5 separate regions of the Mus musculus genome follow, and regions 1, 2, 4 and 5 are each linked to region 3. The links are chromatin contacts, called in public HiCAR-type and promoter capture Hi-C maps. All regions are on one chromosome and are shown on one strand. Each heading gives the region's core, a stretch centred on a gene start, on an enhancer-like site or on the middle of the called end of the contact. The rest is flanking DNA. Distances are from core to core; before and after follow the strand shown.

The links. Promoter capture Hi-C pulls out the DNA fragments that hold promoters and counts their contacts. HiCAR-type assays count read pairs that join an accessible place to other places.
Region 1: a contact with region 3 is called in a HiCAR-type map of astrocytes, with 6 times the contacts expected there. The contact joins the enhancer-like site here to the promoter of Parp8 in region 3. A contact is called at or near these places in 6 of 39 promoter capture datasets (cranial neural crest, embryonic stem cells, frontonasal cranial neural crest and 3 more) and 3 of 115 datasets of contacts at active chromatin or transcription factors (astrocytes, embryonic stem cells and large pre-B cells).
Region 2: a contact with region 3 is called in a promoter capture Hi-C map of embryonic stem cells, with 5 times the contacts expected there. The contact joins the promoter of Itga1 here to the promoter of Parp8 in region 3. A contact is called at or near these places in 16 of 39 promoter capture datasets (the 3T3-L1 cell line, the C10 cell line, cranial neural crest and 9 more), 2 of 484 Hi-C or Micro-C datasets (B cells and cerebral cortex) and 8 of 115 datasets of contacts at active chromatin or transcription factors (astrocytes, embryonic stem cells, epiblast stem cells and 5 more).
Region 4: a promoter capture Hi-C map of second pharyngeal arch cranial neural crest shows a contact between it and region 3. The contact joins the enhancer-like site here to the promoter of Parp8 in region 3. A contact is called at or near these places in 12 of 39 promoter capture datasets (the 3T3-L1 cell line, 3T3-L1-derived adipocytes, the C10 cell line and 9 more) and 1 of 115 datasets of contacts at active chromatin or transcription factors (astrocytes).
Region 5: a contact with region 3 is called in a promoter capture Hi-C map of liver, with 2.6 times the contacts expected there. The contact joins the enhancer-like site here to the promoter of Parp8 in region 3. A contact is called at or near these places in 5 of 39 promoter capture datasets (the 3T3-L1 cell line, cranial neural crest, liver and 2 more) and 1 of 115 datasets of contacts at active chromatin or transcription factors (stem cell-derived neural progenitor cells).

The regions. Positions count from the first base shown.
Region 1 is chr13:115,078,782-115,081,481 of GRCm38.p6, reverse strand. All of the region lies in intron 1 of Itga1 (integrin alpha 1), which reads left to right. Among named protein-coding and RNA genes, the nearest start is that of Pelo, 10 kb to the left of the region's middle. Within about 2 kb of position 1,286, at least 7 of the 459 cell types and tissues checked have an H3K27ac peak or open chromatin away from gene starts, as enhancers often do. A contact at or near this core is called in astrocytes, where this site is marked.
Region 2 is chr13:115,100,553-115,103,252 of GRCm38.p6, reverse strand. It overlaps Itga1 (integrin alpha 1), which reads left to right and starts at 1,289. Exons shown (of 29, transcript NM_001033228.3): 1 at 1,289-1,782. The coding sequence starts at 1,722.
Region 3 is chr13:117,024,281-117,026,980 of GRCm38.p6, reverse strand. Parp8 (poly (ADP-ribose) polymerase family, member 8) reads left to right here and starts at 1,450. Exons shown (of 27, transcript NM_001081009.2): 1 at 1,450-1,616; 2 at 1,704-1,805. The coding sequence starts at 1,715.
Region 4 is chr13:115,220,260-115,222,959 of GRCm38.p6, reverse strand. No RefSeq gene overlaps it. Among named protein-coding and RNA genes, the nearest start is that of Gm25985, 110 kb to the right of the region's middle. Within about 2 kb of position 1,314, at least 6 of the 459 cell types and tissues checked have an H3K27ac peak or open chromatin away from gene starts, as enhancers often do. A contact at or near this core is called in second pharyngeal arch cranial neural crest, where this site is marked.
Region 5 is chr13:115,149,505-115,152,204 of GRCm38.p6, reverse strand. No RefSeq gene overlaps it. Among named protein-coding and RNA genes, the nearest start is that of Gm25985, 35 kb to the right of the region's middle. Within about 2 kb of position 1,359, at least 5 of the 459 cell types and tissues checked have an H3K27ac peak or open chromatin away from gene starts, as enhancers often do. A contact at or near this core is called in liver, where this site is marked.

The DNA of each region.
Region 1 (2,700 bases), core at 37-2,536, 1.9 Mb after region 3:
TTGTGACTCTCTCTCTCTCTCTCTCTCTCTCTCTCTCTCTCTCTCACACACACACACACACACACACACACACACACACACACACACACACACACACACACACACACACACAAAACCTCCTAAACTAGAAGAGTGAGTTTGGCTTACTTCTCTGTAGCACAGCAAAGAGGAGATGACTCTTCTGCCGAGTCTTAGGACTCAGAAGCTTTGTGCTCTTGCAGAGGACTAAAGGTTCCCAGCACCCACATCAGGCAGCTTACAACTGTAACTCCAGCTTCAGGGGACCTGACTCCCTGTGCTAGTGTCTGGGGATAATTGCATGTCAATGTACACACACACACACACACACACACACACACACACACATACACGCACACTCACGCCCCTTTAAAAAATGAATAGGGACGGGCAGTGTGGCAGTTGTGGTGACCTCCTGTTGGTTGGTGGCTCTTCCCCAGAGCTGAACAGGATTTCAGAGTCCAATTGTCACAGAACAGAGAGAAAGTTATATACCAGCTGGGTCTATGGTGACAAGGACCATGGAAAGATTTGGATTGTAGGCTGTTAGAACTGAATGAGACCTTTGCCACTGGTTTAATAGGAGAGCAGCCTGTGAGTAAGGTGGCCCATTGGATTACAACCTGTGAAAGAGGGGGGGGGGTGCCCTGGGCCACCCCAAGATTGTATATAAGCTTAGACAAAGGTGGGAATATTTGGCTACTATGGCCTCAATTCAAGCAGCACCGTCACTAGTATAGGCTATGCCCAGTCCTATAACACCTTCAGGACATCACTGTGGGTGTGCTGGTGTGGGGCTCTATGACTGGTACCAATCATTATGAATGAAGGATGCTATCACCAAGGAGGGGAGGGGTATGCATTACAGAAGAGTGGCCCTTGGTTTCATGGTCTTGTAGGCCTCGCTGACTATGCTTGGAGCAGTAACAGTAACTACTGGTTATTTTATAAGCTGTGTAAAAATAAAATTTTACTGACTTAGACTTAAAAAACAATCTGTTTTGTACCATTTTCCAAGAGCTGCCAAACTTTGGGTTTGGCTGGCTGCAGAGGAGCAGAGCCTGTTAGGAGCAAATTCCAGGGCTGGGGGGTCAGTGACTTGAAATGTTTTGCCAAACACTCCCATATTTCCAAAGCTGTTGGGGGGCACTTGAACTCAAATATGATGGGGAAAGTTGTTTAAACCAGTTGTCAACTGGCACGCAAGAATCTTGAGGTTTGCAGCTATTTCTTTGAATAGTTTGCCACATTCCAATGGCCTGCCAAGCTGCAGGGTCCTGCCTCCATGCTTCTTGTTCTCTCTTCCCTATCATCTCTGCATGCTCTCCCAGAGAAGCAGGCCACTGGGAAACACATGGCTTGGTTTTGATTGCAATGTTCCTTGCAGTTGACCTATGATTTCTCAAAGTGGACCGTATCAGGTACCTACAGAGTTTTCCAACCATCCTGATGCCTAAATGAAGCAGAATATTTGGGAAAAGGAGCCTAGGCACCTACATGTTTTGAAAGCTCTGCAATTGCTTCTTATCTGTGTCCAAGTTGAACCTGGGAGGTGTCATCCCCGACAAGTCAGTTGTCCTTAATATGTTCTGTATGGTCTCAGCGTGAATTAGCTCTCTGGCAAGGAAAGGGAAGGGGACATAAACATTGCAGAAAAGGCAGCATCAAGCACTTGGCAAGAGAAACATACTTTAATCCCTCATTAAAGTATACTGGCTGCTTCTATGTATTTTTTAATTTGCTATAATATCTTCACAAGAGTAATACTGAGAAGTTTGTAAATAACAATAATTTTTTTTTTACTGTACATGTGAGTTCCAGTAGGGGGGGTTTCAAAACTAGAGAAACAAGTTTCTATTCCTCAAAAGAGAGAATTTAGAATATTTTGAAGATGCAAAAATTTCGTCACATAGAACAAGAATATAATACTCTTCTGTTGCATAGAATGGATAACAGTCTCGTTGGGAACAGGGGGATGTCAGAACTGTTTGGAACCATGTGAAAAGATGGTTGTTGGTACCAGTCCAGCTTTTAAATGTTTCTCTACTAACTTGGTGTGGTGAGGACATTGGCTGTGGGCTCTAGAATGTTGGGCAAGTCACGTTGCCTTCACAATCCTCAAGTTCAGTGTCATGAGCTTTAGTTTATAAAAGGGAATAACAATACAATTTTCCTAGGAATTGAAAAAAAATTGTAAAAACATATTTACACAAAAAGCAACTGGGAATTGATAAGAGCTCAATTAACTGAGTTTTGTTCCTTCTATTGCTATCTCTTTTTTAAAACCACATATACAATCGAGATAACACAGTAGCCATGGGAATGTGACAAAAAGTGCCTTGTGTCTCCTCTGCCAGAAATTCTTACCAAAGTCTCCATCAAAGGCGGTGTATGGAGCAGATCAGTAGGAGGCCTCCATGGGACTTAGGTTGAGATGGGGATGGGATATGAACGTAGTTCTCAGTTTTCAGACCTTTATAGCTGGGCACAGAAGTATGTCTCACCTCACAGTACAAAGGGCAAGGAGAGGAAGCTGCTCACTCTGGTGACTGATGTGGAGGGACATGGCAGACCACCTCTGAGTTATGATGTTCATGATAGGTACATCATATAATCATAGCTGATAGATGTCACTGAGAGCACAGAGAGAGTGTGATCACCACCTTCTTTTAGACCCCAATA
Region 2 (2,700 bases), core at 40-2,539, 1.9 Mb after region 3:
AGACAGGGTTTCTCTATATAGCTCTATAGCTCTGGCTGTCCTTGAACTCACTTTGTAGACCAGGCTGGCCTCGAACTCAGAAATCCGCCTGCCTCTGCCTCCCAAGTGCAGGGATTAAAGGCGTGTGCCACCAGACTTCTTTAACATTTGTCCTTTCCCCTTGTCGCTTCTGTATTTCTCTATTTGGCAGTTTACTTAGTGATACCTGTGTGCTTCTTCAGCCCTCCCCACTCCCAGTCCCTATCTATGCTCCCTGCCTTGTAGTCTAGACAGTGGGTCCTCCTTTGGGTGGCACCCTTCTCCTACTTTGTCCTGCTCTGGACAGGGATGTCCCAGTATTTGCTAACTTGGACTGATTTCTGCAAGGGGCTCTAACCACAAACCCCACTCATCCATTCCTTCCTCTTCTTTGAAATTCTCAAAAGTGCTAAGCCACTTGAAAATGACACATATTTGTTGAAGCTAGAAGGGATCATGAGTGACCAGGCACAGGAAGCCAGGAGGAGAAGGAGGAGAAGGGGGAGGAGGAGGAGGAGGAGGAGGAGGAGGAGGAGGAGGAGGAGGAGGAGGAGAAGGAGAAGGAGAAGGAGAAGGAGAAGGAGAAGGAGAAGGAGAAGGAGAAGGAGAAGGAGAAGGAGAAGGAGAAGGAGAAGGAGAAGGAGAAGGAGAAGGAGAAGGAGAAGGAGAAGGAGAAGGAGAAGGAGAAGGAGAAGGAGAAGGAGAAAACTAAACAAAACCTAAAACAATACCTTGGCTTCTATTAGAGCAAGTTCTCAACGTTCAAACATCCTAATTTAGCTTAGACAAAATAGTCCACATTCCATTTCAAGGGAGACTGCCTTCCTCCCCACCCCCTTTCCCTAACTCTTCCTTCCCCACCCCCAGTCTAGTTTCTCCCTTTTTCCTGGCTGTCTTACTGTGATTTCCCCATCAAAACCCTTTATCTACAACTGCCTTTAATCAGGAGTCTTCTAAAAGAGGCAAGCTCTCTGTAACTTAAAGGAAAGCCCTCCGAGAAGCTTGCCGGTGGCCAGGATGCCTGGAGGCGAGAAGGCTCCAAGGCCAAGTTCCTGAGTCCGCTAGCATAAAAGGGCTAACTTCCTTGCGAGTCTGATCCATTCTGCGCAGCTGGACACAGGAAAGCAGCCTCCCAGCAAGGAGTAAAAGCCCGGGCACTTTGAAAGTACCCTTTCTACCCAGATCCGGGAGAAGTCCTGGGGTGCGAAGGCGGGGCTACTAGACTGGCGACACCCTCCTGAATGTCCAGCCCCGCCTTCCAACCACCTTTGGGATTTGGTTCGTGAAGCAAGATCGCCCTCTCAGTGAAAGGCAGATGTCCCTTTAAGGTTTGCTTTGCTGCTGCCTGTGGACTTTAGCCTAAACACGGTCCCGCGAAGTTGGCTTTATTTGTCCATGTCTCGGACAGAGCCTGGGTGGCTGCCAGTGAGATTTCAGAGACTTGAGCGCAAAGGGGCGGGAGATGTGGCAATCCATCTGGGATCTGAGAAGCGTGGAGCGGGCTTAGCAGCATTCGACCAAAACACAGGAAATTACTCTTCCACCGCTCCAGGGCGCTGCAGCCGCTGGGGCCGCTGCCGGACACCCGCGGAGACCGCACCGAGTGACCCAGAGCGCAAGTCGCCGGCGCCTGGCTTCTGCCTGTTCCTGCCAGCTCCTGCCCACGAACCAGTACGTCGCTGGTTCCAGCAGCCACTCCAGCAATGGTCCCCAGGCGTCCTGCTAGCCTAGAGGTCACTGTAGCCTGCATCTGGCTTCTCACCGGTGAGCGACCCTGCTTTCCTGAGCATCTCTGGTGGGGCTTGGGGCTTTGGTGAGGGGTGACACACATAGCAGAAGGGCAAACCAGAGGGGACCTCAGGTACAGCTGTCAGTTCAAAGGACTGAAGGTAGCGCCCGCGTGAGGGAGGAGGTGCTGAGAACTTTCCAAGTACATCTGGCATTTCTAATTAAAGTTGTTTTTAAGTTGTGCGTTGTGTTTTAGGCATTTGAATTATTGCAAGGGAGAGAGTAACCGGAGGCGTCTGATTAGTGTGCAAAGTTCCTGCCCTAGGGTTGCTCAGAAGTGAACTTGATAGCATTTTCTTCCTTTTTAATACTTAGGACCTTCTCTGCCAAAGAACAAGGAAAGACAGGCATGCCAGACAAATCTACTTCTTGTCCCAATATGACGTTTCTACGTTAGCTCCTAAGAGGCGGAACATTTTGAAATTGAATGTTTAGCACCCAAATGTCGCAGTGCTGTCTTTCAAATACAAATGCGTTTCTTAAGAAGGTGCAGTACCTTCTTAAAAGATACTGCAGTGTTCTATTCAACTGAGAGAAATGTGGGGACATTTCCGATTTCCCTAACAGTAGCTAAGCTCACAGCCTTTATTGTAGTTACCAGTTGGGGAGGGAAACTGAGCTGGTGTCCAAGTGAAAGGATTTAAGCACAGTTTATCACTTCTTTAGTTCTTCAATTAGTAGCTTTCTTTAACAGGACATGATATTCAATTGCCTGATTGTTTTCACTGTTGGCGTGCCTAACTAGTTAATTTCACATTGGACTATTACATAGGGCCAGTTAACCCTGCAGTGGACGGCTAAGCACTGAGAACCCTTACATTCACTTCCAAATGGAGTTTTAATAAGCCCATCCTCTGTCATAGTAAAGTGGTGTGGGCAGTTAACGAGCTACGG
Region 3 (2,700 bases), core at 201-2,700:
ACTGAGGATTACAAGAGGAAAAGCGTGAGAATACAGATGATGTTAAAAGGCTGGATATATACCATAAGCCTCCAGCCTGAGTGTTTCCAGCAGTCAGTCTCTGCCTTGAAAAGGGTTTGAAATTCTAATACTCTTCTGGGCGTGTCTGTTCAGCCCCTAGGCTCCAGGGTACTGACTCAGGCTTGCCAGCACAGGAAAAGCTTCCCCTACTCACTATTCCTATCGGGAAGATTAAAAGGTTCCGGACAACATGATTGATAACACCTCCTATATTCCAGACACTGCTTGGTCTTAGAATGCAAAACAATATACCTATGGTCTGCCTGGGGGACACTTCTCAGAAACGATGCTAAAGAAAAGAGCTTGGTGGAGCGGGTTCAGGTTCCTTGCGGCAGAAAAGGTGGACCAACCATCATAAGCTTAAAGCAGGGCAATAGAGAGCGGACAGTATGGTTTTCCTTGTTGCGCAAGGTATTAGGGCTGGAGAAACTTTCCCTTGCCTCAGCCCACAGAAGGCTGAGGTTTTGAATAAGACCCAAGCCAGGTATCCCTGACTTAGGGAGTCCCCTCAGGCCAATTTCTTATGAACAGAGCTGGAAAGGAAGAACAAGAGTCTTTGGAGTCTAGAAAGGGCTTCATTTTCAAAAGAGCTTCTCAAACCTGGGACAAACAAACAAACAAACAAACCACCCTGAGAAGCAAAAGCAAAGCAAAACAATAAAAGAACCCCCATCACCTCACCACCAAAAAAGAAGGCAATAAGGAAATGGGAGAGTCCTCCTAGAGTGATCTCCAGCCTTTCTCCCTTTGCCTGATGTGATTACAAGGAAAGACTTGTTCACTTTATTTTTAATTCGTAAAGATTTTTTTTTCTTTTCCCCCTCTTTCTTCCTCCCAGCCACTCCGGCTTGGGTTTCCATATGACTCATAATTCCTTCTGAAAGTGGAGTCGAATTCATAAAAGTGGTGGAAAGAGGAGGGGTGGTGGTGGTGGTGCGGGAGAGGCTGGGAGCTCCAGGGAGTCTTCACTACCTACACTGTCACTCAGCTCCCGGCTCGAGTGGCAGTCGGGGGTGGGGAAATCCAGCCTGCGCGGATGGCGGATACTATTAAAGCCCCAGCGGCGCGCAGCCGGGCCCGGTGACCCGCGGCGGGTGCGGGAGGGTCTGCGGCTGGCGGGCGGCGCTGCAGCAGCCTGGGCACGGCCGCCGCCCGCGGGCGCGAGTGTGCGCGGGTGTGGGAAGGCCGGCGTGCGGGCCGCGAGGGGTGTGCGCGCGTGAGTCGGAGCGGGGCTCGCCCCTCTCCGGCGCCTGCCGCTCCACAGCTGCCGATCGCTCTCCAGCGGTCCCCGGCCCCCTTCGGGCCCCTCGTTTTCCTACGGCCGTCAGTCCGGGCGGGGGTGGGGGGGGAGGGAGAAAGTGAGACTCCGTGTCATCACCATCCATTGTCAGAACAGGAGGAAATTGGAATCCAGCAGCGGCGAGCAGCAGCTGGGCGGTCACATCTGGGAATGCAAAGCCGACCTCCTCCTCCTCCTCCTCCTCCACCTCCTCCTCCTCTCTCACCCGGGATCACTTCCGAAACCACTTCGCCTTCAGCCCCTGCCTCGGCCAGAGGTTTCATTTTTAACTGAATATTTACGAAAGCTGGAAGCGTGCGAGGGGGGTGGGGTGGAGTGGAAATAGCGGCTGCTTCTTTTCCAGGGATTTATTTAATGGGGATGTGTTCAAGGCAAGAGAGAATTCAGAAGGATATCGACGTCGTGATCCAGAAGTCAAGAGCCGAGAAAGACTGCCTGTTTGCAGGTGAGTTCTTGCCTCTCGGATCCTGGGACCAGGAGTCAGCCTCCCCTCTGTCTACCCCCATTGCCCAGATTTCTGACCGCGACGCGTGTAGCTTGGGAGTGTGGGGCGGCAAGTCCCCATTCCGGGTGCATTTGGAAATAGCTGCAGCGGCGTGAGCTGAAACCCAAAGAGGAGGGGGGCACGAGCCACCCCCCTCCCCCCCAAAAAACCCCACCAGGCCAGGGCAGTCTCCGGCTCCTGGGGCAGGACCCGCGCGATCAGAGTGCAGGGGCCGGGCGCTGGGTTCCAGCCATTGGCGGTGCCCAGAGCATCCGAGCTTTGCCTCCCGGCTTCGGCAGCCGTGGCCGAGCGGGGCGGGCTAGAGCCCGGCGGCTTTGCGCCATCGGCCGAGCGGCGGCGGCCGGGAAGGGACCGGCTGCGCTGCGCTGCGCTGCGCTGCTCCCGCCAGGCGCCGAGGCCCCGGGAGAAGGCAGCGCTGGGCCGAGCTCCCGCCCCCTCCGCTGCACCCGCTCCTCGGCGAGCGCGCAGGACACCGCCCCGGGGAAGGGATGGATGGATTCCCGGGGTTCCCGAGCTACGCAGGCCCAACCTGGGGGTCGCTTTGCGTCCATCTTTGCTCCCCGTCCTCCCACCCCCCCATCCAAGGCCGAGGGCAGTTCGGGCTTCGCAGCCCGAAGCCTGCCAGGGGCTGCTTCCGGCTGCTTGGCTGGGAATTTCCCGCTGTTGCCATGGCACCCGGCACTTGTTGCGGGGGGCGGCCTCCCGCTGCACCCCACGGGGTGCTCCGCATCCCCTCCTGCACCACCCTGCTGGCGGCCCCTAGCTCTCCAGCCTTTGCTTCCCTCCCCATCGGGCCTCCTAGGCTCACACAAAAGTGTAGGTTCAAGACAGAATT
Region 4 (2,700 bases), core at 65-2,564, 1.8 Mb after region 3:
CCTTGGGTAAAAACTAAAGACCTAGTCTATAATACATAAAATTTCTGAAACAAAAGTAGTAAATAACTGTTCATATTAGAAAATAAAACTATTAAAAACTTCAAAGTTTAAAATGTTTTTTTAGATTATTTCATAGGACAATGGAGAAGATACATGATAGCCATGAATATTAGACTGAACTGATGAACACATTAGTAACCTTTAAAGTACATGTCATTGTCATCGTTGCCATGTGACGATGAATTCCCAGTCCTGAGATGGTGAACTCACACTCCTCCAGGAAACTTCTACTTTGCTGCTCACTCTTATTTGCTTTTAACAAACGTTATCTTTGCTTTGTAAAGAAACACTTGAATAGTCTTAGAACCACCTATATAGCAAATGGTTTCTATAGATACTGTGGGGTTTTTTTAAGCATACCTTAGATGTGCATGAGATAATTAATTAGAATGGAAAAGTAGTCAGAACAAAGGCAACAGCAATCCAATCAATTCTTGCATATCTGAAAGCTGTCTTGAGACATTCATGAAGTCAGTGTTGCATATGAAGTTTCACTTGCTTCATCTAACATTATCTTGGCTATAAAACCTTAGGTCACTTTCTTCAAAGGTTATTTGAGATCAAACCAAGAAATGTAGACCATTTAAACTCTAAATCCTAGACTTCTTCAGGACACCTGAAGCCCAAAGATCATGTGAATGAAGTTTTCTACAATTTAAAATTATTACTCTTTTTATAAATTGTATATAGAGCAAGGGACTGGAAAGAGCATGCAGATGTTAAGAGCACTTGCTGCTCCTCCAGAGGGCCTGAGTTCATTTCTGGGCATGCATGGTAAACAGTTTAAAACTGTCTATAATCCCAGAATCAGTAGTTATGATATACTCTTCATGCCTGCATGGATATACCACACACATATGCAGACACACATAAACATAAGTAAGAAGTAAAAATAAAACTTTTCAAATTTTGTGTGTACCATTAAACATAATCCCTGAAAGGTCTGAGCATAATGGGAGAACCTTAAGCAGGTGTGTATCAGAATCTAAACTCTGCAGTTTCAAAGAAATATAGTTAATACCAATTAATGACTCTTCATGCTGGGGACAATGGATTCAGCCTTAAGATATGGAACTATCCCATATCCAAAGAGGTGTTTTTCTCATTAATCTCAGCAGAACATCAAACAAAGAAAACCAAATGGACCAGCTCCAATCCATCTGGAGCAGCCGATCTATGGGAAAGGTTTCTATTCACACACCAAAGATCAGAAACAAAAGCTCAATCGAGAAATATAGTCATCTCCTTCCTCTGTAGCCTCCCTTCCCACCCACTCCCTTACCCCGTGACCTCAAATAATCCCAAATCTGGGAAACATTAGTAGAGTTCCTCTAGCTGACCCCATTACTGTGCACGGTAGGTGAAGGTAGTCTCTGAGGTGGTGAATGTCAAGGTTTAGTGTGAAGTGTAACATTCATTTTAGACACAGAGATACTCCATAGGAAATAAAGACAGCATTGATGGAGAAGAGCGTAAATGTCTTACAAGCATAGAACAGTGTCCTGTTGAGGAAGTGATAAATAATAAGGCTTTCTTACCACACCTGCTACTCATTAAGAGACAGAAGCCTCTTGGCCACCATTAATACTTTCAGCATCTGCCAGAGGAAATAGAGGGCTTTGCAAAGACAAAGATGTTTTTTAAAAGGTGGTGGTAGAACTGAACAGATGTGTGTCTATTTTGTAGATTAGATTATAAAGAACTTCAGTGAATAAAGGTTCAATGATTAAAGCATCCACATAAACAACACTGATCAAATACAATCATATAAGAAATGGAGGGTGATCATTTCATCTAAAAAAAAGCATAAATGCTTGAAGTATCCACTTTGCTGTTAATATTGCACAAAATAAAAGATTTTTTTCTTAACTATAAAGGCATCTTTGGCAACCCAAGACGTAAAGTGTCTTGCTAGGAGAGTTGGACTCGAGAGCTGGATCATTTATTAAAGTCAAGGCTCACAACCAAGACATCAAGTTGCAGAGTTAAAGGAAGTGATGAAGATTATAAATGCAAGCTAATTGTTTCACAAGATGAAGACTGAGTCGTTGCCTTAAGATCTAAGTAATAATGAGAAACGGCTTCCTCCTCTTTTCAAGTCCCATTCAGCCCGGGAAAGAGTAGAGGTAGGGAAATGATCCCTCTAGTTTCTCACACTCAACATGGAAGCTAACCCGTAAATAGACTCAAAGTGCAGGGACTCGGGTAAGAAGAACAGCAGCCTCAGAAAATGCTGAAGGCTGTAGTTCAAGAAGCCTACCTCTCCTTTTCTAACAGGGTTTTCTGCCAAAACTAAAATAAAATCGACCCTGGAAAACCTTCATGACACTGTGGCTCTGGTCTAATCTAAAGGCTGATATAACTTTAGCTTGAATGAAAAGGAACAGAGGATTTTTCGTATGTGTAGATGCATTGTGTCGTCGATTAGAAGGTGGGGAAGCGTGTGGGGGACTTTTGGGATAGCATTGGAAATGTAAATGAAATAAATACCCAAAAGAAAGAAAGAAAGAGAGAGAGAGAGAGAGAGAGAGAGAGAGAGAGAGAGAGGGAGAGAGAGGGAGAGGAAGGAAGGAAGGAAGGAAGGAAGAAAGAAAGAAAGAAAGAAAGAAAGAAAGAAAGAAAGAAAGAAAGAAAGAAAGA
Region 5 (2,700 bases), core at 110-2,609, 1.9 Mb after region 3:
GATGAACAAACATATATATGAGAAATCCTGCAATGTGGCAAAACAGATGGAACTATAAAATATTACATTAAATAAAATAAGCTAGATACGCAAGAGCAAGCACCACTTGTAGGCTGTCATGTTGGCTTTCATTTTTTTAAGAAGCTTAAAAAAATGTTGAACTGAAAGTAGGCTAGTGATGTCTGGAGGATAAGAACCAGACAAGAGTTGACAGTAAGGATTTAGCTTCCATCTGTGAATATTATACATCTGTATGATAATAGCATACTGAATTTCATAAGTGTATATAATTTAAAAGTTAATAATAAACAGTAATGGAAACAAAATATTACTTTAAAATATTATTTATAAATATTAAGGAGATAATGGGAAAAACTGCAAAAGTTGAACACCACACCCTTGGACATGGAACTGGAACTGAGCTAGATAGGGAAGAAGAAACTGCCGGTGTTTAACAGGAAACTTCCAGCCTTTTTAACTTTTAAATGTCTCACTTGGTTAAAAACAAGAGAATTTCTGGGAAGGCTTAGCTTAATAGCTAAAAAGCACTTGCCACAGAATCCTGACATCCTGGGTTCAGATCCTCAGAACCCATAAACCAGCCCAACATCTAAAATCCCATTGCTACCCACCAAGATGTGATAGGCTGCTTCAGACAACTAGATGGATATCTCTAGTCCAGCTAGCTTGACCTATGCAGTTTCAGAGAGACCTGGTCTCAAGTGAAGAGTTGAAGACCAGCACTGGAAGTTTGTCCTTTGACCTTCACAAGCATTTCCACATGCACACATAGAACTTGCATACATACTCTAACACTCATACACCACAGGTCTCACATGCATACACACATGTCAACAATAACAACAACAAAAATTAAATATAAAAAGGGAATCTTAGGTTACTGAAATAGTTGAGATATTATTCTGGAAGCAAGTGATATATAAGTAGGCCAACAGAGTTGAAGTTTTACTTTTTATAGACCTCAACACCAGAAGGTTCTTCAAAGGTTTATTTACTTTTATGAGTATACAATAGTAACTGTCTTCAGACACACCAGAAGAGGGCATCAGATCCCATTACAGATGGTTGTGAGCCACCACGTGGTTTCTGGGAATTGAACTCAAGAACTCCAGAAGAGCGGTCAGTACTCTGAACCACTGAGCCATCTCTCCAGCCCCAGAAGGTTCATTAAAGGAAATACCATCTTGTTCACTTCTATAATTTCCAGGGAATAGAATGGGGTCTGGCTATCATAGATGCCCTAAAAGTAGCTGTTGAACAAAACATAGGAGACTACAGACATATTACTTAGTAAACTATTGCTGGATTAATTGGCATGGGTGGAGAGGAAGGAAGTTCTGAGGAACACTCAACTTGCAAAAGGCCAAATGTAACTGGGAGATGTGCCAAATATTCACATTCTTAGAAGCTAAAACCAGAGCAAAGCCATGTCAAACAAGTAAGAAAGGGAAATAGAGTAAAATATATTCAAGGTGATATTTTTTTTTTCATTCAGTTAGAGTGCCCGGAGTGGAGCTTGTGAATTCAGAATACTGGTTGCTTATTTGATATTCTAACATACATAAAGTTCAGTGGTTGATAACCAGATAGGTCTGATTCTCATTACTAGGCTTATTATCAGAAAATAATATGAGTCCTTGAGTGTGCATGTGTATGAGTGAGTGTAACATACATGTGTGTGCATGTATCCATGTGTGTGAGCGCGTGTGCATGTAAGTGCATGTGATTATGTGATTATGTGTCTGTGGCCATCTGGTGTTGATGCTTGGTAAATTTTCAGTCACTCTGTGCCTTTTTTTTTTTGTTGTTGTTGTTGTTTTGCTTTTTAAATAGAGCATTTCATAGGACATGGAACTCACAGATTCAGGGGAGCTGGCTCGCCAGTGACTTCTAAGGATCTCCCTGCCTCTGCCTCCCTGGTGCTGGTTTACAGCTATATCCTCGCTGTACTTGGCATTTATGTGGATGCCAGTGATCTAAACTCTGTGAAAAATGTCATAATGAGAGCAGCTATTGTAAATACTGAATAAGCAATAAATTTAACAAGTCAAAAGAGGAAATAGTCTATTTAGTGATTGTGGTTTTAATGTTGAAATATCTATCCCCTATAAAATAGTGTTTGGGTCACACGGTCCCAATCTGGAAATGGGCCTTTAATTGACGCTTGATAGAGAAAGGGGACATTGGGTTGGGACATTTCTTAGTGTAGTACCACGTTCCTGTTCTCGCTCTGATTTGTAACTGTGAGTGCAATGTTACCAGACACCTCATATTCTGACTGCCATGCCTGTCCCAAGACAACGGATTCTATCCTTGCTTAGAATGTAGGATAAAACAAGCCCTTCCCCACTTAAGTTGCTTCTTGTCAAGTATTTGATCACAGTTATCAAATATGGTAATTAATATAGAAAACCAGTGTGAAGGAGTGGAGCTGTTGCTATGATAAATTGGATAAAGGTTCATAAACCTTTGATACCAGTTCACAAAAGGAATGTGAAGTAGTTAGGAATCACAGACTAGAAAAGCCCCAAGTGCCATAGCAAAGGTTTTAGGGCATTCTGGAAGATCAGCAAGTCAAGAAACTTATGAACAACAGAGACACTGCTTATAGACAAGAATTCAAATGGGATATAGTCTAGAGATGGTTTGTGTTATGTTCTGGCAAGGAATATAGTTATA